Regions from separate parts of the Triticum aestivum genome. Here region 1 is linked to region 2. Evidence: chromatin contacts called from public Hi-C data. All regions are on one chromosome and are shown on one strand. Each heading gives the region's core, a stretch centred on a gene start, on an enhancer-like site or on the middle of the called end of the contact. The rest is flanking DNA. Distances are from core to core; before and after follow the strand shown. Region 1 holds the start of LOC123159436 (phosphopantothenoylcysteine decarboxylase). Region 2 holds the start of LOC123163172 (polyadenylate-binding protein-interacting protein 7).

Evidence for each region. Hi-C and Micro-C count contacts between places; a contact is called where the count stands out from the background.
Region 1: a Hi-C map of leaf shows a contact between it and region 2, with 8 times the contacts expected there. The contact joins the promoter of LOC123159436 here to the promoter of LOC123163172 in region 2. A contact is called at or near these places in 3 of 5 Hi-C or Micro-C datasets (leaf and an unstated tissue) and 1 of 1 datasets of contacts at active chromatin or transcription factors (leaf).

Annotation. Positions count from the first base shown.
Region 1 is chr7B:75,623,962-75,630,927 of IWGSC CS RefSeq v2.1, reverse strand. LOC123159436 (phosphopantothenoylcysteine decarboxylase) reads left to right here and starts at 2,612. Exons shown (of 3, transcript XM_044577272.1): 1 at 2,612-2,896; 2 at 5,207-5,555; 3 at 5,672-6,228. The coding sequence starts at 5,226. The coding sequence ends at 5,989.
Region 2 is chr7B:75,240,223-75,246,916 of IWGSC CS RefSeq v2.1, reverse strand. LOC123163172 (polyadenylate-binding protein-interacting protein 7) reads left to right here and starts at 1,664. Exons shown (of 6, transcript XM_044580925.1): 1 at 1,664-2,065; 2 at 3,004-3,803; 3 at 4,077-4,470; 4 at 4,728-4,798; 5 at 5,470-5,594; 6 at 5,702-6,188. The coding sequence starts at 3,060. The coding sequence ends at 5,984.

The DNA of each region.
Region 1 (6,966 bases), core at 1,363-3,862, 380 kb before region 2:
AGAAATAAGCCGGCCAGGCACAAAGGCTGACTGCTCTTCAGAAATAACATCAGGAAGTATTAACTTCAGCTGATTAGCTAGAACCTTTGAAGCTATCTTGTAAAAGACATTGCATAAACTGATAGGTCAGAATTGAGATAGAAGAGTTGGTTTTGATACCTTGGGGATTAATACCAAAACAGTGTCATTCACGCACTCGGGGCTTTCTTCTCCTTGGACCATGCTCAGGACAGCTCGTGTCACCGCCGCACCACAGATATCCCAGTGCCTCTGAAAGAAGTGCGCCGGAAACCCGTCCGGCCCCGGGGCCTTAGTCGGAAACATTTGGAAAAGTGCAATCTTGACTTCTTCCTCCTTGTACGGCGCCAAAAGAGTCTCATTCATCGCGTCTGTTACCCTCGAGGGGACATATTGAAGCACATCATCCAGCCCGTCCACCCCTTCCGAAGTGTATAAGGCTTTATAAAAGTCCAGCACCATTTGATGCATCTCCGATAACTCCTCCGTAAGCTGCCCATCTTGCTTCTACAAAGATTTTATCAGGTTCTTGTGCCATCTATTTGAAGCTCGGAGGTGGAAAAAATGTGTGTTTCTATCCCCCTCCGACAGCCAGGCCACCCGCCAACGTTGGCGCCACATTATTTCTTCCCAAAGATATAGCTCAATCAAACGATCATTTGTTTTGATCTCAACATGACTAGGTGCAGTCCTCGCTGGATCGCTCCTGAGCCGCTCTAAATCTCTCTTCAGCCTCCTTATTTCTGACTTGACACTCCCAAAAGTTTGACTTGCTCCACTCCCCCAAGTTATTGGACAGGGATTGCAAATTTGCTCGAACTTCTGTCGCCGTTAGATTAGGCCGTTCGCCTCCCATGCATGCTGGCCGTGGGAATCAACTCGAGATGCGTGTCCCACATGCATTCATACCGAAACGGTTTGTCTCCCTGCTTCCTTTTGTCCTGTGGAGCCAATGTGAGATTTATAGGAGAGTGGTAAGATGTTGCAGCTGTTAAGTGATCGACCACTTCTAGTGGAAAACGTGCACACCACTCGGGCGTGCCCAAGGCCCTGTCTAGCCTGACTCTGGTATATGATCCACCGATGACCCTCTTTTCGAAAGTCCACTTACGACCCTGGTAGCCAAGATCAATCAGGCCACACACATCTACCGCATCACGAAAACCTTGAATCTGAGTTGGACCGCTCTGTCCAATTCCCTCGTGTTTGTCATAGCGGAGAACCTCGTTGAAGTCCCCAATGCACATCCATGGCATGTTTTGGAGGGCAGCCAGGTTTTTCATTGTGTCCCACGTTCTGTGACGAAGATGAGTTCGTGCCTCTCCGTAAAAACATGAGAGCCTCCACGGGTCTCCTCCATCTCAGAGATCTTCACGTCAATATGATACTGCGAGTAGCCCAACACCTCAACCTTTATTTCATTATTCCAGTACAAAGCTAAACCACCACTTCTACTGGTGGAACCAACAGCAAAAGATGAATCAAAACCTAAAGTACTTCATAGATTTTCAGCTCTAACTTGAAGCATGGCATAGAGTAGACTTTTTTTTTGAGACAACCTCACGAAGCTTTTTATTAAGTCGTCCCAATGTTTACAGGGACGAAAGTAAGGTCTCCAGGATGGCCCAACCACACATGGCGGCCAATCCCGAGCGACAGAGCGTGCTTCGCTAGGTTGTGAGCTTCAAAATTTGAGCTCCTAAATTCATGGGAAAAATTACATAAATCAAAAGCTAACGAGTGATCTATTATTTCATGCACTATGGATCCATAAGATGATGCATTCTCCTTCTTTAGATCCTCCACCACATTTTTGCAGTCCGAAGCAACATGAACTCGCCTCTGATAGAGGTCATCAGCTAGCGCCAAACCCTCCCTTATAGCAATGGCTTCAAGAATCTGTGGATCAGCTATGTGCTTCACTGCCAGCACGGACGCCCCCAGAAACACTCCTTCTGAGCTCCTGCAAATCGCCCCCACAGCTCCATATCGCGCATGCCTGGAGGTGGCGGCATCAAAACATTGATCTTGACACAACTTGCAGACGGAGGCTGCCATTGTGTCGGCCTGTTAACAGTAGTAGCTCTCTGTCGAACTTCCCTTTTAGTGATTACGCTGATATCACGGAGATAGCTCATAATGAAACCATATATGGATTGTGGGGATTGGAAGATATCTTCATAAATCGCTTTCCTTCGAGCACTCCAAATAGACCACATAATGACGATCATATGTGCAAACTTGTCTCTGTCCAAAATCTCGCTCGGCGCAAACAGCCAGTCCTTGGGATTCTCATCTTGCCTCTCCACTAGATGATGAACCAGCTCCTCCGGCGCTAAGGCCCAGACACTACTCGACATTGGACAAGTGAACAAAGCGTGCCTCCATGTATCAATCGCCCCGCACAAGGAGCAGTTATCCTCGGTGGCCATGTTTCGGTGCTTCAACAGAGAGGTCGTCGGCATTGATCGTCTCGCAAGCCTCCATACAAACATTCTGAGTTTTTTTTTTTTGGCATAGAGTAGACTGGCACACATATGATCGACCCAGACCTGATAAAAGAGGGCCGAAGCACCAATCTGCAGGGGAGAAGGATTTCGGCCTGGAAGGCCCAACACCGGACCAGCGACGACCAGTCCAGTCCGAGTCTGACCAAGCGAGAAAGTGACCAGTCGAAGTCCCGACGCTCCACAGCGGCCAGCGCCTCCAGTCGCTCCCAATTCCCTCCGCCCGCGGCGCGCCGCTCCGGGCAGCCTCGGTCGCTGCCGCCGCCGCCGCCTCCGCCTACCGCTGCCCGAAGACGCTCTCCGGCCCCTCCCGCCTCCGCCGCCGTCTTCAACCGCTTATCTGCCAGCGCCCCTACCAAATCGCCTCTCAGGTGAGTAGATCCCGGACCCTGAATCTCTGATGCTGCTGCGGTCGTGGTACTTCGTGAGAAATTGGCCCATTAAGTTGCTGCCAGAAGGGCTAGACTCCTCTTGGATTTGTTTCCTGTAGCTTCCATGCTTATACAGAATCATTCATAGGGTAGTTACTGCCAAGGCTGGTGGCGTTTCGTCCCTAAATAAATAAAGGACCAGTGGCTTTCATACAAAATGTTAGGCTATATGTTGATTCTGTTCATGTGATTTCAAAATGCAAGTTACGTGTGAGGGCAGCAGTCTGGATCTGTTTCAGTTTCATCTATGCTCCATGCTTGCAAAGAATCATAGGGTAGTTATGCCCAGAGTAGTAGCTTTTCGTTCCTGATTAAACACTAGTGGCTTTTCTGATGCAGTTTTCATACAAAATGTTAAGTTATGTGTTGATATGCTTCATGGTTTTGAGAAATGCAAGACACGTTTGAGGGTGACGATTTCGTGTGAAAGGCAGCAATTGCCACCGGTGTGCAACATAAGTAGGTCGACTCCCAAAGGGTTCTCCAGGGCAGGGAGGGAACCGAAGCTGGTAGATCCAATACCCTAGTGGCCTAGTTCTTTCTTTGACGGGTTCGGTTCGGAGTCGATCTGCACATGACTGTGCCAGCCATAGTATGTACTTTTGCTGAGATACATGTATTATATTTGATTCCAATTGCAATCTAGGGAGACTTCTAATATGTTAAGTTAATCTTTAGAGGCCAAACTTTTACACTGCGCATAGTAAGTTTGACATAGTTCAGACATAAGCATAGTCCTGCACTTCTGAAGTAGCGTTGAAAAATTAGTGTTTGACTTTCTGTAATTTTTGGAATTATTAGAATTCTTTATGATTTATTAGACCATTTTTATGGTTTAAAATATTTTAATTGAGCAAGTAAATTTGGATCAAGCAGTTAAACGATATTTTACTTTAGTACAAAATACGCAAGTTTGGATACCTGGTTTTACTTGAATTCATTAGATTGTTTTGCTGTTTTCTAAAGGAAAAGTAAGTCATAGTTTGAATATCCAAATGTTTACTTAGATATATCCTTCCCTAGATCAGGTGGAAATCACCTCCCGAATATTTATTAACTATTACTCCCTCCGTTCACTATTATAAGACGTTTTGGATACTTCAATATGAACTACATACGGATTGAAATGAGTGAACAAACACACTAAAACGCGTCTATATATGTCTGATTTCAGAAAAAAAATAGGGCATCTTATAATAGTGAACGGAGGCAGTATTATCCAAGATGAACTATCCGGATACTATCCTAGGTGCCAGGAAATATCAACCATTTTTTCAGATCCTAGGTGTGACCATGCAAAGGCTCACAAGATGGTGGGATGACTTCTGTGGTAACATGCCACGATGATCGTGGCTGTGCACCACCACAACTTTGATAGTCTTGGTCAGCGTTGCTTAGTTCCTTGTGAGTCAAGAATTCCTTATCAATTTTAGACACTTGAATCATACTAAAAACATCTTTGATGGTTTCATGCCATGCATCCATGAATGACTCAATGAGAGTATGAGAATCCCAGCGTTTCCAGCAACCATCAAGAGTCAACCAAACTCACCCAAATTGTGCAAATTGTAGACAAGCCAAATTGCTGAGTATGGCGACTAGCATTGGAGCCCAAATGTCAATGTCATTGCAGTACAGAAGAAACAATTAGTCCCATCCGCATGGTGTTCCCGTGTGTGAAAAGTAACCCAGTAAACGCTAGATGCAGCTTCCGTATTGGACATGAGCTACTGGAGTAGCTAAAACATGGTAGCTTTCATTTATTTCGCAACATAAAATCTGGGAAATTAGATAATTATCATACTGGAACTTGTGAATGCATGTAACACCAGGTTTCAGATTATTAGTTTGATTATCTCGTATTGCTTTGCCATTCCAATGTCTACTTCTCTCAAATGTACATTTGACCATATTAGAAGATGTAAATGATAAATTGGAGCAGTTAGTTATGTTTTTAAGGATGTCAATGTGTTCCCTCATGCTGTCATGCAATGCAACAAAACTGCACCTCAGTCAGACTGACAACATTTAGTTTCTATGTTGATGATAACAGATGCAGACGTATCGTTCTCTGAGTGGTACTAGATAAATTTCAGGGACACTTGAATTTGGGGACAACATAACATATTGTTTGCTTCTTTCAAATGTTTTTCTTCTTGAATTTCTTTATTTTGATTCCAGAGTGTGCACTGTGGATCATGTTTTCCTGTACCAGCATAAATCCTCTGAATACCTGTAACTCAAACGCAGGGCGATCCAAGTAAAGCAGATGACTACATCAGAACCGGTACAGGAAAGCTGGGAGCTGGAACCCAGCAGGCCTCGGGTCCTCCTTGCTGTTTCAGGGAGCGTAGCTGCTATAAAATTCGAGAGCCTCTGCCGTATCTTCTCCGAGTGGGCAGAAGTCCGAGCTGTGGCCACCAAGTCATCATTGCACTTTGTTGATAGATCATCTCTGCCTAGCGACGTCATTCTTTACACCGATGATGATGAGTGGTCTACCTGGACAAAGATAGGAGACGAGGTTCTACACATAGAGCTGCGAAAGTGGGCAGACATCATGGTGATCGCCCCCTTATCAGCAAACACCCTGGCCAAGGTCGGTTGTCTCTTCTTCCATGAACCGTTAGATTCGATGTTGCACCCCTGAATCAGTTAAGAGAACAGCAAGCTGCTCTTGTCCCAGCACAGACTGACATTTCATTAGCTTCACAGATCGCCAGCGGGTTATGCGACAACCTCCTGACGTGCATTGTCCGAGCATGGGACTACAAGAAGCCGATCTTCGCCGCGCCAGCCATGAACACCTTCATGTGGAACAACCCGTTCACGGCGCGCCACATCGAGACGATCAACCAACTCGGCATTTCCCTGGTCCCGCCCACAACGAAGAGGCTGGCCTGCGGCGACTACGGAAACGGCGCGATGGCTGAGCCCTCGCAGATCCACACGACCGTGAGGCTCGCGTGCAAGTCGCAGACGTTCGGCATGGGCATTTCGCCTGTGAACCCTTCCAGCAGCCGCCCTGTCTAGCTGATGCGATGATGGTCACTATGTTCAGGTGTTTATGTTTAGTACTTGAGTTTTCTGTGCCGCCCACATCTGGGTGTTTATCGGTGATGTCTGTACTGACCCAACATGTAGTACCTATGGATCGGCATATTTGTTACTGTAGTAGATGTTATTAGGGCATAGAGACTGGGGAGATGCTGGTTGTTCCAGCCATAATGTTATGCTATCTATGGATGAATCTGCTTCCGTTCTGATTTTTACTGTGATGGTTTGCAAATGTGACTCCAGCTGAGGCTCGTCAGCAAGAAGCGGAATTCAGTTTCTCCGTCTTGTGGTGGACACCTGCAGTCTGCACGTCTGCACTGTCAGGATCGGATGGTGCGAATGTGACGTGGCGCGAGAAAGTGCTCTGGTGAATCAGAACCTGTGACCAGGCAACAAGATAAGATAAGTCCAAATCCAGATAAGCATCAGGTGGAGGTTGCGGATTCAGTTCAGTCACCGTCCTGCCCTTCTTGCTACTCCTAGTTGCCTACCAGCACTACACCAGTAATAGGGACGTTTTGGTTTCGTAGCTGTAACATCCCAAATTTTCAATTTGACATGTTATACATAGGTCATACATGCATATTATATTTTATTGCTTTTTCATTTGCAATCCTCGAAATCCTAAACAACTCAAGGACCTCCGGAGAGAGTTGGGGATTTTCTAATTTTCATATTTGAGATTTTATCAAATAGTGAAGACGAGGATTTGATTTTAATTATTTTCTCTCCGGGAAATATTTCATTTTAAAATAATAAATGAGGGGAGATAATATGACTTCTCCAAAATAATTGAAATACCGGAGGAAAAATGTTAAAATCATTTTTGGATTTTTATTTGAGTTTATTCGGGATTTTATTTGCTCCTAGAAAAATGTTGCATGATTTAAAATTGCATTTTAGGGGCCAAAAAAAGTTCATCTTGTTCTAAATATTTTATTTAGACCGAGAAA
Region 2 (6,694 bases), core at 415-2,914:
CCCGAGGAGGACGAGGAGGAGGAGGAGGAGTCGGCTCCTGTTCCGACGAAGGGGCGCCGGAAGAAGAAGAAGCGGGCGGCTAGGTCAGGCGAACCGCGCATCAAGTGGACGTCCAAGGAGGAGGAATGCCTCGCCGAAGCATGGAAAGTCGTCTGCCTCGACCCGACCACCGGCGTGAACCAGAGCTTGGACACGTACTGGGACCGCATCAAGGCCGAGTTCGACGAGCGGAAGCTCGTCGACCCCTACTTCAATGGCGTCTACATGCAGCACGGCTCCAAGGCGATGGCGGACCATTGGGGGTGTATCCAGTTGGCGTGCAACAAATGGCATGGAATCGTCGAGGAGGTCGCGGCTCGCCCGGAGAGCGGCGCCAGCGTTGAGGATCAGGTACGCACGCCGTTCGCACGCATATCTTCGTCCCCTACGCCCGCCGCCCACCAACTGTTTGTCCCTCCGCGCAGCTGCTGCGTATGTTCGCCATGTATCGGGGCGACAACCAAGACGCCGACTTCAAGCACCTCCACGTCTACAAGCGCATTGACAAGTGCGAGAAGTGGGCGGAAGTCCGACGTGCCCTCGACAAGGCCAAGGAGACATACAAGCCAAACGCGACGACTCCGGGCACGTCAGAGGGACGGCCGGACGGCCACAAATTGGCAAAGAAGGGGAAAAGCGCCGACGCGGCAACCGCGCGAGTGCAGGAGTCCATCGAGCATTGCCTCGCCGATGCCCAGGCCCGGGCCGTCCTACGCGAAGAGAAGACCGAGGCGCGGTGGTCGTCGCTAATGAAGAGCAATGCCATCAAGCTCGACCTGCTCCGGACGAACGTCGCCGCGAAGAAGAGGAACACCGACATGGCTTTTCTGATGAGCGGGGCGGACATGCTCCAGAGCAACGACGAGAAGCTCAAGGCGTGGTACCTGGTGCAGCGCGGCCTCATCCTGAACGAGCTGCCGACGGCAACGCCCACGCCCACACGGACGCCAAGCCCGAACGACGTCTCTACATCGCCGCCCAGCAGTGCCGAAGCCGCGCCGACGCAGCCCTGCACCGAAGCAGCTCCGGCAACGACGAGGCCGCGCACGCCGACCCCGCCGAGTGAATCGTTGCGCACGGCGGCTCTCTGTTTTTTGTAACGCCAGACTACGTCCGTTCGATCGGCGTCTTTTAAGAGCGGGAACGACCAAGTTTGAATTTCCGCATTCTGGGGCCGGCGCGTGGGGGCGTGACTGAGAGCTAGGTCGTCCCAGAGACCGAACTAGCGCCGGCACGCCCCCAAGCCGCTCTATTTAGGCGCCCTGGAGGCCGAACGGCTGAAGATGCCCTCATGGACGATGGCAAACAGGAACCACGAAACGTTGTGAAGCAGACGGGCGGAGGCAGACCACGGAACCACCGGCGGGAGCCCCGCCGATATTTCCCCCTCGGTCGAATCACCGAGCCGCATATTCGCGTCGCACCGCGGGAGCGGAGACAGGTAGCAGGCAGGCGCACGCGGCCCTGCCCTCATCCCGCCACCGATCCCAAGGCCAAGCCACCACCCACCCATCCTTCCCCTCCACGCCACAGCTCCATCCCGGCCCCACCACCCGCCGCGTCGGGTCAAACTCCACCATCCCTCGCCTATCCTCCTCCTCCGCCTCCCCCCTCCCGTCCGTCCGTCCCTCCTCCTCCCCTCCCCTCCCCTCCCCACGGCCACCCTCCACCACGCCACAAATCCCGGCGACCCACCCCGTCTCCGACCCCGCCTCGGCCACCACCTCCGAATCCCCTCCGTCTCCGCGCCGGCTCCGGCTCCGTCTCCGTCTCGTGGGCGGTGACGACCCGTACCCTGCCCCGCGTCGGGGAGGGGCGGCCGAGGCTTTTTATCCTTCGCGCCCCATATGGGCCGGTCGCCAGCCATATATTACTACCAGCTCATCGACCGGCGGAAGGGCATCGGCTCGCGTTGGCGGGAGCTCTCCAGATCTGCCGCGGACGCTCGCCTCGTGTAGATCCCGTCCGGATCTCGGCGCGGCGTCGGCTTGCTCTCTCCTCAAGCCTCTGCTAGAGCTAGAGCTGTGTATGATTCCGATTCGGGGTGGCGTAGCCCTAAGCTTATTTTCCTTTTCTGTTGTTTTACTGTTACGTTTGCCGCTCATGCGAATTTACTAGTATTATTTTTGCGAATTTACTGATTTAGCGGCGAGGCGAAGTTATTGCCGTAAAAGGGCCAATGCGTACGACTGAAGCGTTAGATATTTCAACGTCCTAGCCGGTGAATTTGGCGTATAGAAACTGCATGGGGGAGATGCAGCTTTTGTGACGCTGGCGGTTGTAGTAGTAGCTCAGGCAGTTATATCTGAGCCAAGAAAGGCCACGCCATTTTGTGTGCAAATGGGTGACGCCCTATTCTAACGCCCTTTTTTGGAAAGATACCTACCGTCTTTTAGGCCTTGTGTAAATTTGGAAACTTCTATTACAAGTAGGCCTTGTAAATTTGGAAACTTCTATTACAAGTAATGCTGATAATACTGTTGCCATGTCTGCATGATAGTAACAAAAAAGAAACTTTTTGAAGCCTAACAGTACGATTTAAAGGACCGACTAGTTTGGCAATTCTAACAACTTGTCAATTAGTTCATCCATATATGTCATGTAAATTAATAAATGGCTTACCTAGATTAGAGTTCACATTTCGTTTGCTCTAAATATGACTCAAATAATTGGAGCCAGACCTTATTGGATTAGTTTTTATTTGCGTGTGCTGTTTTTGATAAGCATGAAATTGTTTTTCCCTCGAAAATAAAATCGATTCTCAGTAATCTGGCATAAATTTATTATTTATAGCTACCTCACAGAAAATTATGGGAGTAACTAAACAGTTTTGCAGATTAGCAAATAGCTTCTTGCCATTACAGGATACATGGCTTTTCTATTTCAGTTATTCATAGGAAATGTAATTCTTGTAAATGTGCTGAACCATACTAATACTAACCTTGATGTTTACCACCTTTTCAGGGTTTGGGTAAATCTTATTGGAAGAGTTTTCCTGTACATGTAATTTCTGTTAAAAGATGACTTCACTGAATAAAGTTGTTCCAAATAATGGTGATGCAAGGTCAATGTTGCCAAATAAAATCACTGCATTAAATCCCAATGCAGCAGAGTTTGTCCCTTCATGTGTTATTAGACCATCCTATGGTAATAGCACAGCTTCAGATGCAAGTAAGTCTGAACTTAGGGGGTCACCTGGAAAAAAAATTCTAGATAGGTCTGAGTCGTCCAAGTCTAATAACTCAGACGATGAGGCACACCAGTTCTGGCGTAAGCAGCTCCCAGATGATATTATTCCAGACTTCACTTCTTTCGAGAAAATCGAACAAGAACCTGAAGAACTGTCCCTTGCTGGATTATCCTTGAATGCACCTCCTTTCTATGGGACAAAAGCTAGCCGCTTGTCAAGAGAACACCAAGAGTTGTCTTCTTCAGCTAGCAACCTGGAACTTGGGCATACCAATTTATTTTACGAGGATAATTCACAGTCAACCTTTTCAACTGTTGGTTCAAGCAATTGGGAGCAAAATTACGTGGGTGACCTCCACTTTGCTAATGAAAATCAGGACCTTCAGTATGATCCTACCACAGGCTTTACTGACAGTTTTGCTAGTGAGTACGTTGCAGCATCAGATGGCCTTTTTGATCCCCTAGAGTATTTAGCGTCTCAGTTTCCTGGATTTTCAGCAGAGAGTCTTGGGGAGCTGTACTATGCAAATGGATGTGACTTCAATCATACTATTGAAATTCTCACCCAGCTAGAGGTAATCTCTTTCTATCTGTAATTTTCACACTAACTCCTCTATACGTCCAATCAGAGCATTGCTTAATATAGCTGACTCTTCTTGATGTATATTGCTGAAACTTTAATGAATTTTCTTTCTGCTCAAGGCACCAGTATTAAACATATCCTTTGAAAGACAATATTAAAATCTCTTTCCTCTTTATTTGGTAATATACATTGCTTCGAGCAGTTATGTTACAATTGCAACATTCAGTAGTATCTCCAAGGGTTATTTTTTCTTTTGATTTTTCAGATGCAAGTGGATCCTACTTCCAATCAGGCAATGAATTTGACCCCCAGCTCACCAAACTTTAGTACGGGCGACTTTCCTGCCCTGCCAACAGCAGAAGATCAAAACGGTTTCTCTAAGGGAGATATGGATATCCTTGGCTTCTTCAGTGGGCGCAATTCTTCCACCATATCTAGTGGTACTGGTGATTTTGTTTCAGCTGTTCGGAAACTTGCATCGCAGAATTCTGGCCACAACAAGTTCAAAAAGGGTCCTGATTACGGCAATGGTGTTTCTACCGTTTCTGTACCCAAGCAGTACAGTTTTGGTTCTAAAACATCTTCCGGGAACAAGTATCAAAGTGTTAGTAGTGCACGTGCAGCTGCAACTCCATGGCTTGATACTGGCGATGCAGTCGGTAATACTCATCTGAATACTATAAGTTATTTCTTCACATTGTATTGTTGTTATCTTAGAATAGGCAAGTAAGGATTCGTACATTGTGCTTTAGAATGTATGGGTTGAACCAGAATGATGTGGATCATGGATAGATCTCAGGAAGCAAATTATAGTTGGGTGTGCATAATTTGAAGCGTATTGGTGTATTTTCATGTGTTCCTTCTAGATAGATGCAATTATATGCTGATGGATTTATGTTTGTACGTGGCCCAACAGCAAACATGTATTCGGAATCGAGGGAAGAAGCTCGTGATTTTGCCCGTGTCCGAAATGCATGTTTTGAGCAGGTGAGCAGCTTAATTGTTGTCTCCAGATTCTTGGTTGTACATGTATCTATTCTTCTAAACCAATGTACACGTTAATTTGCATTTCTTGTTTAGATATCTGTTCATAAGGAATATTAGAAAGTACATTGGCAGAACCATAGTAGGAATTTGTTGAGGGTTTGGCCTACGCATTGAATTTGGCATTGTTAATCGGTTTTTGTTGAATTTGGCATTTTTAAAATTGGTTGTTGCTGTCTTGCTGTATGTATTGTAGTTGTGTATCATTGTCATGTGCTTATGTTTTTTTAACTGCAGTCAAGAATAATCATAAAATGTCTCCCATTTTAACTTCGTTCCGGCTACACGTCTATGAAAGTTTATCTTTTTTGAATCATCAATGACATTAACCTTGTCTTGTTCCTTTCCTTCCTAAATAGAAGGGCAGACCATTTAAAAAAAGAGGGGCAGAGAATATTCATGTTTTTGTATAATCTTTCCACTACTCATATGCAAGTTTGCAAGCCATACAAAATGATGGATTTGTGCGACTTATTCTAGGGAAGGGCAAATCTGGCCCCATAGCTACTAGTATCATGTAAATTTCATCCAGGATACCATGAGTCGCTACGTCTTGCATATTTGACTCATTAATTTTGTTAGTTGGAATATTGATGGAAAGATGTACTTGGCAGGCTAGACAAGCTTACCTAATTGGCAACAAAGCTCTGGCCAAGGAACTAAGCATCAAAGGTCAGGCCTATAACTCGCAAATGAAAGCAGCTCATGAGAAAGCTAGAGAAGCTATTTATCGACAGAGGTTGCTTTCTCCCCTTTACAAGCTAGCTATGTATACGCTGCTTCTGTGGAATGTCATATTTACAAGCACTTCTGTTTCATCCTGAAACTTTTTGTTTCATTGTCCAGGAACCCTGGTGCTTTGCAACGGGGGAGTGATCGTCTGATTGATCTACACGGCCTCCACGTGAGCGAAGCAATCCATATCCTGAAGGTCGAGCTCGGCTCCCTGAGGGGCATGGCGAGGGCTTCAGGCGAAAGGATGCAAGTCATGGTATGCGTCGGAACAGGCCACCACACCAAGGGGTCTCGCACCGCGAGGCTGCCCATCGCCGTCGAGCAGTTCCTTCTGGACGAAGGGCTCCATTACACGCAACCTCAGCCCGGCCTGCTTCGCGTCGCCGTGTACTAACATCATCTCTTAGGTAAGCACCACAGAGAAAAGCAACCCCCAAAAAAAGAGGAGAAAGAGATGCAGGAGAAAAACTAAAAAAAGGGCTGTTGTAAGTTCTTGGTAGTTGTATATTAAAGGAGCCAGCAGGAGAATAGCCTGACAAAACAGAATACAGTGTAAAATTATACATAGATCCATTCAATTCACATCCCATTCCCCTTCTGCCGTGCTTATTCATGATATGGTTCTGTGGAGTGTGGAGTGCATGCGGGATGGACTGCGGCGAATGTCACACCTGAAAGCGTGGGAAATCTTCTCGGTTCCAACTGACCGGCATTCTGCGGTTATAACAAGGCGTGGGATTGTGTGGACTCTGACGCTTTCACCTGTTTGTTTTATTTTGTTTCTGAAGCCAGGAAGTTCCTCTTGAGAGATCTGCAAACGAACACTCGTGGTTGCTTAAACAACTCATGCGGTGCATCTACATGAGAGTAGAAAAATCCAAAAATGAGCGGAATTAAGAACCTAGTAATTTAATGGTAAACATTTATCATGCTTAGCTTTCTCACGGATATACAGAAATAATTTATGTATGGGCGCAACCAAAACAGAAAGGGTCAAAAACATCCGCGACAAAGCCAACGCAGCGACCTCATTCTGGTACCAGGCATTTAGACATCTGAACTCTTTGTAAAGTTTGTTTAGGAAACTAGTATTGCTCTCAGTGT